Regions from separate parts of the Hordeum vulgare genome. Here region 1 is linked to region 2. A link is a contact called in public Hi-C data. All regions are on one chromosome and are shown on one strand. Each heading gives the region's core, a stretch centred on a gene start, on an enhancer-like site or on the middle of the called end of the contact. The rest is flanking DNA. Distances are from core to core; before and after follow the strand shown.

Region 1 (6,467 bases), core at 816-3,315, 260 kb after region 2:
TCTATTTATTTTTTCAAAACAGTATATCTAAATTTTGGCTGACGTAACCACACTTACGAGATATAAAATGATTTTATTGATTATTCCGAAATCAATCAGATTTAACAGTGGCTAAAAGAATCATGAGATGGTAGACTTGAAAAAGATCAGATTTCAAATACCAAGAACATGCCCCTCACTGCAACCATTTGCGTCACCATTGCTCAGCACCACACAAGCAGACTCTTTTAGTGAAGGATCATCATGTCCTTTATCCTCACTCTCAATGGCGAGTTTGATTTCCTGCTGCGGTTGGGCAACACACCCTGTAGCTTTGGGCTTTTTGTGCGTGCATAACACTTCCTACAAGTAAAACTATTAGGACGATTCAAACTAAAAAAATGATCTTTTTTGTGAATTACATAAAAAAATTGTTCTAACTGATGAAAGAAGAAAGAAACCCAAGATATAACCGCTGTACTCAAAAGGAAGATGGAAAAGAAATGAATGCAAGTGATGTTGTCATCTTTTACCTTTTCTTCGAACTCCTTCTCCGCCATTGTATTGATTGGCATGATACTAGGCTCCTGGTGCACAGGCGGCACCATAACCACTGAATGGAAAGGAGTCACCTAACAAAAGCTACAAAAGTACTGGTAATTTGGTATATGCTGTTATGAAAAAAGTTTCTCGAACATAGTACTGCAAACTGAGTAGAACAAGAGTATTTATCAACTAATAACTTTACCCAAAAATCTCCTCTATTATGGACATTAATTACTATAAACTAGAGCGAATCTGAAAGATTGCGATCCAATCGGGCAGATCGCGATTTGAAGCTTCTATCGAGGGCTACATGAGCGAGAGGAATCAAGGCGCCAGCGGGGAGCAGTGGGGAACAGAGGAAGGAGAGCGCGATTGATCGGAATTGAGCACGAGTTGCACGTGCGGTGGGAGGAGAGAAACAAAACTTAGGACTCTAGTACCATGTTAGGAAATATGCAACTTGTATTCTCATGGGGCCATGGGCCAGTATATATACACGTACATGTGGTAAATAGTATGTAGTAAGCCCTTATACAACGGGGAAAATGCAAAGGCTATACACGGCTATAAATATAACTTGCAGAATCAGGTAATGCACATTAACTAACAGCTGGTCCAGAAATATTGCTAAAGAAAGCATATACTACAAGTGAACATGGCGTACAAAAGACAGGACCCATTGGATGGCACCTAAGCTAACCCTGTGAAATCTTTTTCGAAGATAGCCTGTTATGTTGGGAAATTTCTATGAGGATCTTTCACAGAAACAAACACCGAAAATAAAAAAATTAAATGTGAAGGTGTTATCGTAAGCTCACAAAACATGTAAATGAAGAGGGATTGATATCAGAATGAGTGTGCTGTGGACAACTGGTATTAGTACTGAAGAAAACACAAAACTGCCCTAACATTAAATAGCAAAATGATAACTGCACAAATACAGTTAAACGTCTATGGTCTGTATGGAATGAACCATTTTAAGCCTTTTGTTGAACCAAGAGGTAAAAGGTAGTCTGGATAATGGGCACCAACCTCGCCATCCTTACGTGCTTGCAAATACATATTACCTCCGTCCGGAAATACTTGTATGGAGTACCATAAAAGCTAGATCACACTACAAGTCACCAATTTTACTTGCTTCAAGCAGGCTCTAGAATAAATCCCAGGTATGACAATCTGTCATGCAACTAATCTACAATCTTTAACACCCTTCCTAGTGTAAAGCCCATCGGTCTTTCAGATCATCATTTCAAGTCAGTCAAGGGCATTACACTTTTTCCCCCAAAAAAGAAGACAGCTTGTTCCAAATTTGAGTCGCCAACACTAACGCTGCACAGGAGCAGGTGCTGAACTAGCAATTGTGGCATTTACAAGATCAGAAAAATATCGTGCAAACACGACGCATAAAGTGGATGATTGTCTGTTCCGAAGTCTCAGGCGAGCGCTTACCCGGAACGAAATGCAGGGCCGCGCGACGCTCGCGGAGGGCGCAAGCGTGCGGGAGGGCGGCGACGGGTTGGAAGCCGCGATTGTTGGGGACGCCGGCCGCAGGGCGCCGGATCGAAGCTAGCTTGGGTTGGAGAGGGAGTGTATTCAGTTGCCTTTGGGGATGCAGCCTAGATCTCGCTGGGGAGAGGAGACGGGGTGGCCGGCCGGTGGCATTCGTCCAAATCTACCAGGGCGAGGGCCTCGGCCATGCGCCTTTAGGAGCACAGGAGGGGAAGGTTCGCCGCGGCAGCAGAGGAGAGGAGACGCCGGAGTTTCGGGTAGCCGCGGGAGCATGGGCGGGCCGCCATGGGTGAGGGTTTAAGGGGAGGAGCGGCGAGGAAGAAGACAAGGGGGTTGGGGCAAAAAGGATCGAATAATGGAAAGGCTAATTGTTTTTTTAGAGTAATGAAAAAGGCGAAAGCGCTCTGTCCCCCACGGGCCCGCAGCCGAAAGATTCCGAGTCTTGGGCCAATGGAACTGGGAAACATGGGCCAACAACAACAGCCCATGATACTAGTGTTAACGCCGAGCGGCCCGTCACAGGGAGCAAAAGCACACGCGTGGTGGCTGATTGGGGAGCTCCTATACGCCGCATTCTGCGGCAGGATGACCCGATTTCGCACAGGCAGCTCTCTGCCTGGGCCGGCCCACTGACCGTGCTTCTGCTGTTTTTCTACCAGGCGGCAAAAAAGAATCGAGAGTAACAGAATTTAGCCAACAAACCAATATCAGCTTCTTGTCGTAAAAGGCGCAGAATAATATAACAATATATAGCGGAGGTTGAAACTTGGATTTCAATTTTTTTATTCAAAATTAGGAACAGTTTTGTAATGCCGCGATTATTTCAAATTCCAGCCTTTTCTCGAAAAAATGTTCCCAAATTTGTTTGTTTCCTTTTCACATTTTTTCAAATTCTGGAACAGTTTTCAAATTCCGTAGCATTTTTCAAATTCCGGAACATTTTAACAAATTCCGGAACATTTTTCTTGAACAATTTTAAATTCCGGAACATTTCTTAAATTTTGGGACATTTTTTCAAAATCCGGAACATTTTTACAAATTTCGGAACATTTTTTTTCAAATCTTGAACATTTTTTAAAATTCCGGAACATTTTTTCAAATTCTGATTTTTTTTTCAAATTCCAGAACATTGTTTCAAAATCTTGAACAGTTTTAAATTCCGGAACATTTTTTCAGATTTCGGAACATTTTTTCAAAATCCGGAACATTTTCACAAATTCTGGAACATTTTTCCAAATTCTGGAACATTTTTTCAAATTCCAAATCATTTTTACAATTTCCGGAACATTTTTTCAAAATCTTGAACATTTTTTCAAATTCCGGAACATTTTTTCAAATTCCAGAACATTTTTTAAAAGTTCAGAACAATTTTCAAACAAAAATAGAAAAAAAGAAACAAAAACAGAAACAAAAAAACAGAAAAATAAAAAAAAATGGTTCGGGGAACCTTCTAGAAGTTTCCCAAAACCAGAAAAAACGGGTGGAAACCTCTAGAAGGTTCCCAAAACCGGAATCGTGAAAGTTTGAACGGGCCGGCCCAAACCCAGTCGCTCGCTCGCACCCCCTGTGCGAAGCGGTGACTATTTTCCGCAGCGAGCGGCGAATAGGAAATTCCGGTTGATTAGCCACGGGAGAGAATGGCGAGAAACTCGAGTCTTGCAACACTTCGCAGGGTATTTGAGAGAATGATCCAATATTTTTATATCTATTTTTAATCGTAGTAGAGGGCTTTTCGTGCATCCTCAAATTCAGTTCTCAATCATCCGCGCTCAATGGGGTCAAGGTGGCTCCGAGTGCCCGATCGGTTAATCACCTCCTATTTGCGGATGATAGCCTGCCGCTGTTCAAAGCTAGTAATGAGGGAACCATGGAGGTATCAAACCTGTTGGAAACATACTGCAATGCATCAGGGCAAAGAATGAATCTCATGAATCCATCTATTTTCTCTAGCAAGGGATGCCCGCAGGAGTTGAGAGACAGTATCAAAGGGACTCTTAACTTCCATAATGAGTCAGTAAGCGAACGGTATTTGGGCATGCCAACTGACGTGGGTCAATCCAAGATAGACACATTCAAGTGCTTAAGGGACAGGGTTTGGGAGAAAATCAAGGGTTGGATGGAGAAGCTTTTATCAGTCGCAAGCAAAGAAGTTTTAATCAAAGAGTGGCCTAGGCGCTGTCAGTGTACTCCATGGCTTGTTTTAGACCGTCAAGAGGACTTTGTGACAACATAACATCTATAATCCGGCATTTCTCGTGAAGGAGCAAGGCGGGGAAGCGGAAACCTAGCTAGGTGGCATGGGATGTGATGAAATTGCCGAAACATCTGGGCGGCCTAGGGTTCCGTGACATGGAAATCTTCAACCTTGCTCTACTTGCACAACAGGCCTGGCGAGTCTTAAGTAAGCCGACGTCGTTGAGCTCGCGCATCCTGAAAGCCGCCTACTTCCCTGATGCAGGTTTCCTGGATGCTGAGCTTGGAAGTCGGTCGTCACAAATCTGGAGGGCCATTCTCGACGGATGAGATATGCTAAAGCAAGGAATCATCCGCAGAGTTGGGAACGGGAACACTACGGACATTTGGAGTCACAACTGGCTACAAGAGGGGTATAAACCAGCGCTACTATTAAGTTGGTAGTAGTAGTGCGGGTTTTTACCCCTCGCTACTACTAAGTACAAGGTAGGTTAACAGCCCTCAAGTCCCCGTATATCCTCCCCGAATCCCTACTCTCTCCTGTCACTCTCCCCTCTCTCAAATTCATTTCTCCCATCCCCTCCCCTCACGCATTGGCGCCCCTACCCAACGTCGTCCCATCTCTTGCTGCTACAATGCAAGATGGCCTTGGTTGCCAAACAGATTTCTCTTCCTGCTAAACAGATTGCACTATGGCCATGAGAGATGCATTTATTTATTTAATACTCACGTATTGTATTCTCTCTCTTGTTGTGCTTTATTACTTCTTACACTACAATAGCACGGCTTGTTCCAAATTTGAGTCGCCAACACTAACGCTGCACAGGAGCAGGTACTGAACTAGCAATTGTGGCATTTACAAGATCAGAAAAATATCGTGCAAACAGGACGCATAAAGTGGATGGTTGTCTGTTCCGAAGTCTCAGGGCTTACCCGAAACGAAATGCAGGGCCGCGCGACGCTCTCGGAGGGCGCAAGCGTGCGGGAGGGCGGCGACGGGTTGGAAGCCGCGATTGTTGGGGACGCCGGCCGCACGGCGCCGGATCAAAGCTAGCTTGGGTTGGAGAGGGAGTGTATTCAGTTGCCTTTGGGGATGCAGCCTAGATCTCGCTGGGGAGAGGAGACGGGGTGGCCGGCCGGTGGCATTCGTCCAAATCTACCAGGGAGAGGGCCTCGGCCATGCGCCTTTAGGAGCACAGGAGGGGAAGGTTCGCCGCGGCAGCAGAGGAGAGGAGACGCCGGAGTTTCGGGTAGCCGCGGGAGCATGGGCGGGCCGCCATGGGTGAGGGTTTAAGGGGAGGAGCGGCGAGGAAGAAGACAAGGGGGTTGGGGCAAAAAGGATCGAATAATGGAAAGGCTAATTGTTTTTTTTAGAGTAATGAAAAAGGCGAAAGCGCTCTGTCCCCCACGGGCCCGCAGCCGAAAGATTCCGAGTCTTGGGCCAATGGAACTGGGAAACATGGGCCAACAACAACAGCCCATGATACTAGTGTTAACGCCGAGCGGCCCGTCACAGGGATTAAAAGCACACGCGTGGTGGCTGATTGGGGAGCTCCTATACGCCGCATTCTGCGGCAGGATGACCCGATTTCGCACAGGCAGCTCTCTGCCTGGGCCGGCCCACTGACCGTGCTTCTGCTGTTTTTCTACCAGGCGGCAAAAAAGAATCGAGAGTAACAGAATTTAGCCAACAAACCAATATCAGCTTCTTGTCGTAAAAGGCGCAGAATAATATAACAATATATAGCGGAGGTTGAAACTTGGATTTCAATTTTTTTATTCAAAATTAGGAACAGTTTTGTAATGCCGCGATTATTTCAAATTCCAGCCTTTTCTCGAAAAAATGTTCCCAAATTTGTTTGTTTCCTTTTCACATTTTTTCAAATTCTGGAACAGTTTTCAAATTCCGTAACATTTTTTCAAATTCCGGAACATTTTAACAAATTCCGGAACATTTTTCTTGAACAATTTTAAATTCCGGAACATTTCTTAAATTCTGGGACATTTTTTCAAAATCCGGAACATTTTTACAAATTTCGGAACATTTTTTCCAAATCTTGAACATTTTTTAAAATTCCGGAACATTTTTTCAAATTCTGATTTTTTTTTTCAAATTCGAGAACATTGTTTCAAAATCTTGAACAGTTTTAAATTCCGGAACATTTTTTCAGATTTCGGAACATTTTTTCAAAATCCGGAACATTTTCACAAATTCTGGAACATTTTTCCAAATTCTGGAA
Region 2 (6,302 bases), core at 2,178-4,677:
ATATTCGAGAACGATGCAACAAGGGATGAGCGACCATCGTTGGGTTGCTGACATCAGACCTGTGCCCACCATGTCGGAATAGCAACAATATAATACCCTTTGGAGAGTGGAGACCCATCCAGGATATTCATGCCCTGTTTGTTTCAAAAGTCCCGGGACTTTTTTTAGTCCCAACTTAAAAGTCCCTAGTCCCTACCCATTTGTTTCCAGGGACTAAACAGGGACTAGAGGTCATTAAATGACATGTAAAAAGACCATGTTACCCCTGACCATATTATTAAATAACACTTGTTCATAAGCAAATATTACAAAAGCAAAGAACTCTTGTTCACAACACTTGTTCATAATGAAAGATTACAGAAGCAAACAACACTTGTTCATAAGCAAATATTACAGAATCGAACAACACTTGTTCATAACAACCGAAGTAATATCATTGTTGTTTCAACGACCATAACCCATTAGCGACCCAATCTCTAAATTGATTCATAACAGCACTATCCGTCTCATTGGTTGAATCATTTCTTGGAGTAGTCGTTGCCATAGACAATGGTACATAATTTTCATCTTCATCACACAAGTCAAAATCTATATCGGATAGTTGACTTTGTCTAATAAAATTGTGCAATGCAATGCAAGCCACAATGATTTTGCTTTGTTTCTGTTGTGGATAACTAGGTAAGTGAAACAAAATCCTCCACTTGTTCTTCAAGACTCCAAAACACCTCGCAATGACATTTCTAAGTGAAGAATGGCTGAAATTGAAATGTTCTTTTTTTCCTCTAGGCATTGTGCCATCACGGTACTCTTGGAAATGATAGGTTAAACCCTTGTATGGTGCAAGATAACCCGGTCTGTTTGGGTATCCCGAATCGACAAGATAGAACTTTTGAGGTGGTGGTTTTGGAAACTTTGCACCAAATCTGGATTGGGCATCATTGAAGACCCCTCATGTCATGCACTGATCCTGGCCAACCGGCTAGGACAAATGTGAATCTCATATCAAAGTCACACACACACATCACATTCTGACTCATCTCCTTATGTCTATTCCTATGCTGGATAGCAGTGGCAACTGGTACCACAACCTATATGTGTGTCCCATCTATTGCTCCAATGCAATTGTCCATAAATGGTGAATATTTTGTACATCTTAGTTTTGAGTGCACAATGTTGAATTGAGGATCTATTGGCTTGATAATGTCTTTTGCTAGCTTGATCAGACATGCCAAAACTTTATCAAACTTCCTTACAATTGTGTCCAGTGACCTAACAAATCTGTTTTCTGCTTGTCTTAAAGATTGCGGGGAACCTACTATCCACAAAAATAGGCCTATAGACTCAACGTAGAGGGGAGCTGCGTCTCGTCGTCTTCATCCATGGCGGCGGCGGCGGCCGGACTGGCAGCGGCGGCCGAGCGCACTGGCAGCGGCAGGGGAAGGGACGAGGGCACTGGCGGCGGCGGCGGCGGCCGAGGGAACTGGCGGCGGCGGCGGCGGCCGAGGTGGGAGACGCGAGCGCGAGCGGCTGGAGGGAGACGAGCAAGCGGATAAGACCAGAGACGCGATGCGATGCGGGGCAGGGTAGGAAAAAGTCCCAAAAAATCCCTCCCACAGGTACTTCTCCAAATAGTCTCAAACACCCCACTTTAGTCCCTAAAAGTCCCTCCTGTTTGTTTCATATGGGACTTTTTTTAGTCCCTACATCAAAAAATTCGTGAAAACAAACACCCCCTCAATTATCTCCCACATCGCGTGATGTTTTTATTTGCCCATGGACGACGTCACGGCAGTACAACGCATGCTTTGTTTACCGGTTACTGTGTGAAGGAAAAACTAGATTTCCGGACACTGCTTGCATTTGGAAGTATTGGGCATCGCTCAAGTGCAAAATCTTCATCTGGTACGTGATGCAAGATATGCTCTCGACGACGGATATGCTACTAGCTGCTTTGTGTGTGTGCAAGACGAGGACAATATCGACCACATTATTGTCAAGTGTGTGAGGGCCAGGGAGACATGGCGTCGGTGCTTCTCCGACCTCCAAATCAACGTCAACTGCCCAATCGCATACACACATTAATGCTTCGATGGTATAAGATGCAAGGGCCAGGTTTGTAGGCAGAGATCATCGTGTTTTTGATTGTCTCCTCATCCTAATCCACTCGCATCTTTGGAAGCAGAGCAACCTCTCAGCAGCGTAATGTGTCAGATCTCATTGATCTTACTTTTAACGATATGCATGATTGAAAGTTGATGGGTGCATGACATTTACTTATATTTGTGAGAAATTTGCCTTTTTTTTTTTCCTTTGCTAGGTGTTTGTAATGATGCTTCAACCTTACCCATTGTTAAAGCATCTCTAGCAGACATTCTAAAAATGCAAACTGTAAAAATAGAATACGGATAAAAAAAAGCATTTTAAGGGTCCATTTTAAATATTTTCAAACATAAACTGTAAAATTACCGTAAAGAGCTCCTTCCTCTGGTACGACGGCCGTTGCCCCTTCCTCCAGCCGTCCGTGTCAGTCACGTCGGCTGCGGCCCGTCCCCGTCGGCCGCGCCCCATCACCACACCGGCCGCGACCAGCCTCGTCGGCACGCCTTGTCGCCCACCGGCCATGCCCCATCGCCTCCGCCGTCAGCGACTTGCTCTGTTGCCAGCCGCGACCAGTCCCCGTCGGCCGCGCCCCATCACCACGCCGGGCGCGACCAGCCTCGCTGACCACACCTTGTCGCCCGCCGGCCATGCCCCGTCGCCTCCGTCGTCAGCGACTTGCTCTGTTGTCAGCCGCGCCGGTCGAGCCGTGCCCCTTTGCTTGCCGCGCAAAGAGGATTCCGGCGGCCAGGTTGAGGTCATGGGAGGCCATGGCGAGGTCGAGCTCGTCCAATTCAAACCGGCGGCGATCGATTGTCGCGTCCAACGGCCTTTTCCGACGCGCAGTGATGTATTCCGGCAAGTTTAGGACGGATTCCGGCAAATTTCGCGGCGTCGTGTTTGCTACGACGAGGTTTGACCGGTATACGGCCCCCTAGAATCGGCATTCCAACCTTCAAAAATAAGAGTTTCGGATGTGGCTTTACCGTGCCCCTTAAACTTTTTACGGGTTAGATTACTTTTACGGTTTTTATTCTACATACTTTTTGGGATCAAAACTGTAAACATAATTTTTTTTAGGTATTTGACCACTTATACAGGATGTGTTAGAGATGCTGTTAGCAACTGGCTTGGGTTTTACTCTGTCCTTCCTTCTATAAATCAAAGGTAGGTGCTAAGAATTATGCAAATCAAATAGGGCCTAGGTAGTTTGGTATGGATTTTTTTAAATTTTTTATATTAATTTAAAAATAAAGGTTTGGTAGACCAGAAGTGTCGAATTGTGCACTATGCCACCATATTGGCTTTCTCGGGCCCCCCCGGATTGGTGGCTGCACCGTGCCACCGAGCCTCACCCGACCAGTTGACCACCACGGTGCCCCCGACCTGACGCTTCTCCCTCTCCAACGCCATCGGGCAACCCACCCCTTTCCACCCCTTCCAACCCTCTCCCACTGATTCGCTCGCCGCGCGCGCGCGAGATCCAGCCGCGCCCCCCGCTCGAGATCTCCCGGCGGATCACTAGGACGGCGCCGCCGAGGAGCTCGGAGCCATGGAGGCGTCGTCCTGGGACGCCCTTCGCAAGCAGGTGAATACCCGCCCCCTCGGATCCCCGCGTCGCGCGCTCTCTCCCGCTCCCCGGTACCCCTTGCCGTTGTCCGCTCGCCCGAGATCCGGCCCTGGCCGGCGCCCGCGCCGCGCAGTGCGCTGCCGCTGTGGTATTCGGGCCGACGATTTCCCCCCGCTGCCCGCTGAATTCGTGAGAGGCGACCCTCGTAAAATTGGAGCGCCTCGTTCGTCGAATCCGTAGTCCGTGCCTGTGGAACGAAATGCGTTTTCCTTCGTCTTCTGAAACTGTAGAGTTTTCGTGACACCAAGACTAGTTTCATAGTGGCTATGTTCAAAAAACTGTGCTGCAGGTATAGCCCATTTCTTTGACTAACATGGTAAATTTGGAGCAATGTGCCACTAATCCAGTGTGCAACTGACTAGAGTTTTGATCCTACCGAACTGCCCCTTCTCCATCTGAAGCTTTTGTTGGTTAGATTGTGTAATCGTGCTTATGGAGTACTATCTAGTAATGCAATGCGTTGCCGGCTTGTTCATGAGAGTCAGGTATTTACGGTTAGTGTGTTCGGACTGTATGGTACGAGTCTATGGCTGAACCCATCCTTTGCTAGGCTAAGAAGGCGCCATGCCAAGTTATTTTCTGTAACGATGTCACTACTAAATACGATTGCTGCGTTAGGGCATGGCCTACATGGGTGCTAACAGAGAGGCGCTAGGATGGACATCCTGGTAGATAGGTAGTTAGGTCATCAATTCCTGGCGTCAGATGAGGCATGAACTCAAGAAATTGAATCGGGCGCTTGGGCCTTTTATGCCGTGCGGGGTAAAACACTGTTGCACCAGCCTGGACTTTGATTTTATTAGCGCCTATCGGTTAGCGTCTAGCATTGTGAAACAGATAAACGCTCGGATTCTTCTTTTAGTTTTATGATATATTTTTATTTCCCTCAGCACCCGTATAAGTGACTTGCGTTGAAGATGGCTTTATGGTTTCATGAAGCTATGAGTAGCCTGATAGATGGTATTTGATGTGCGTGTGTGCATGGTTAATGTTGTTCCTGTACAATTTCTGCTTGTAGGCGAGGAGGTTGGAAGCTCAGTTAGACGACCAAATGATTGCATACCGTAAATTGGTTTCTATGAAATCAGATGGTTCAGAGAATGATATCGAGACTGATATAGAAAGATCACTAAAGCAACTTCAGCAAGTAAATTCTCAAATGCAAACCTGGGTATCGTCAGGAGGCTCGGAAGTTCTTTCTCATACATTAACCCGTCATATGGAGATTTTGCAAGACCTTACACAGGTTCCAATAATTCCCTCTTACACCAAGTAACCACATTCTTCATAATTACAGTGTGTTTACATCTGATGTTAAATCAAGGTTTCTATTAATTTCTCCCCAGTCATAATAACCATGAATTATAAAGTTTGCCGCAGAGCAATACTCTTTGAATGGACACCACATATAGAACGGCTAGATTTCTCTCATAATTCCAAAAAGTTGCTAATTCAATAATTCCACAGGAATTCTATCGGCTTCGATCAAGTCTCAGAGTGAAGCAACAACATGCTTCCCTCCTTGACTTGAGAGACTTTGACAGAGCAAAGTTTGACGTGGAAGAGTCTGGAGACTCAGAACAAGCTCTTCTTAGAGAACAAGCTGCAATCAGCAGGAATTCCGGACAGGTAGGGTTGTCCTGGCTTTTAGGAGCACCTGTATTGTTTTATGATATTTGCATCAGTTTATTGTTAGCTCTATTATATAATACTATCATATAAGGCATACAAATGAACCCAGGATAACAGCTTACATGCATGGATGGTGTTGCATAGCGTTACCAACATGAATTCTCAAGCATTTCGAATCGAAGGAGCCTCGCTCACCTTTCTTGTTAGGAGATAATTTAATTCTGTCAGGGCAAAGAAACAAAATCAAATTCATCTTTCTTTTGTATTTGTTAACAAACACAGTATTTGTTATCTTACCAAACGGTGCCTGCCACATAAAATAAGTGAACCATACCGCTTTTTTGTTTTGTTTACCTATGGCATGTGTTGCCCACTTTTACTGTTCTTGCTTGTTACTAATATGTTTTGGGCAATGAGGTTCAGGAAATCCACAAAGGCCCATAAATTACATTTGGCTTGATTAGTGTATACTCAAATAGTAATAATTACATGTGCTCGTCTATTTCAGTTTTAGCAGAATTTACTGAATTTCAACCTATATGGTCGTGAAATTGCTTGTTTAGAAATCTATCTCATTGAAAACTGCAACAACAAAAACAATAACAAGAACAAGAACAAGAACAAGAACAAGAACAACAACAACAAAGCCTGTTTGGCCCAAAAAAGTTGGGGTAGGCTAGAGTTGAAACCATAAGATCTTGAAACCAACTCATGGTTTTGGCACGTGGATAGCTAACTTCCATGCACCCCTGTCCATGGTCCATGGCTAGTTCTTTGGTGGTATTCTAGTCCTTCGGATCTCTCTTAATGGACTCCTCCCATGTCAAGTTTGGTCTAGTACTCCCTCCGACATTATCAGCACGCTTTAATCGTCCACTATGCACTGGCCTTTCTGGAGGCCTGCACTCTATACCCAAACCAGCTCAGTCGATGTTGGGCAAGC

Evidence for each region. Hi-C and Micro-C count contacts between places; a contact is called where the count stands out from the background.
Region 1: a contact with region 2 is called in a Hi-C map of leaf, with 6 times the contacts expected there. The contact joins the promoter of LOC123398220 here to the promoter of LOC123398208 in region 2. A contact is called at or near these places in 3 of 6 Hi-C or Micro-C datasets (leaf and seedling) and 1 of 1 datasets of contacts at active chromatin or transcription factors (embryo).

The regions. Positions count from the first base shown.
Region 1 is chr5H:446,988,848-446,995,314 of MorexV3_pseudomolecules_assembly, forward strand. LOC123398220 (endoribonuclease Dicer homolog 4-like) reads right to left here and starts at 2,066. Exons shown (of 5, transcript XM_045092715.1): 1 at 1,975-2,066; 2 at 513-621; 3 at 162-342. The coding sequence starts at 587.
Region 2 is chr5H:446,724,293-446,730,594 of MorexV3_pseudomolecules_assembly, forward strand. LOC123398208 (Golgi SNAP receptor complex member 1-1) reads left to right here and starts at 3,428. Exons shown (of 5, transcript XM_045092707.1): 1 at 3,428-3,685; 2 at 4,746-4,973; 3 at 5,195-5,356. The coding sequence starts at 3,650.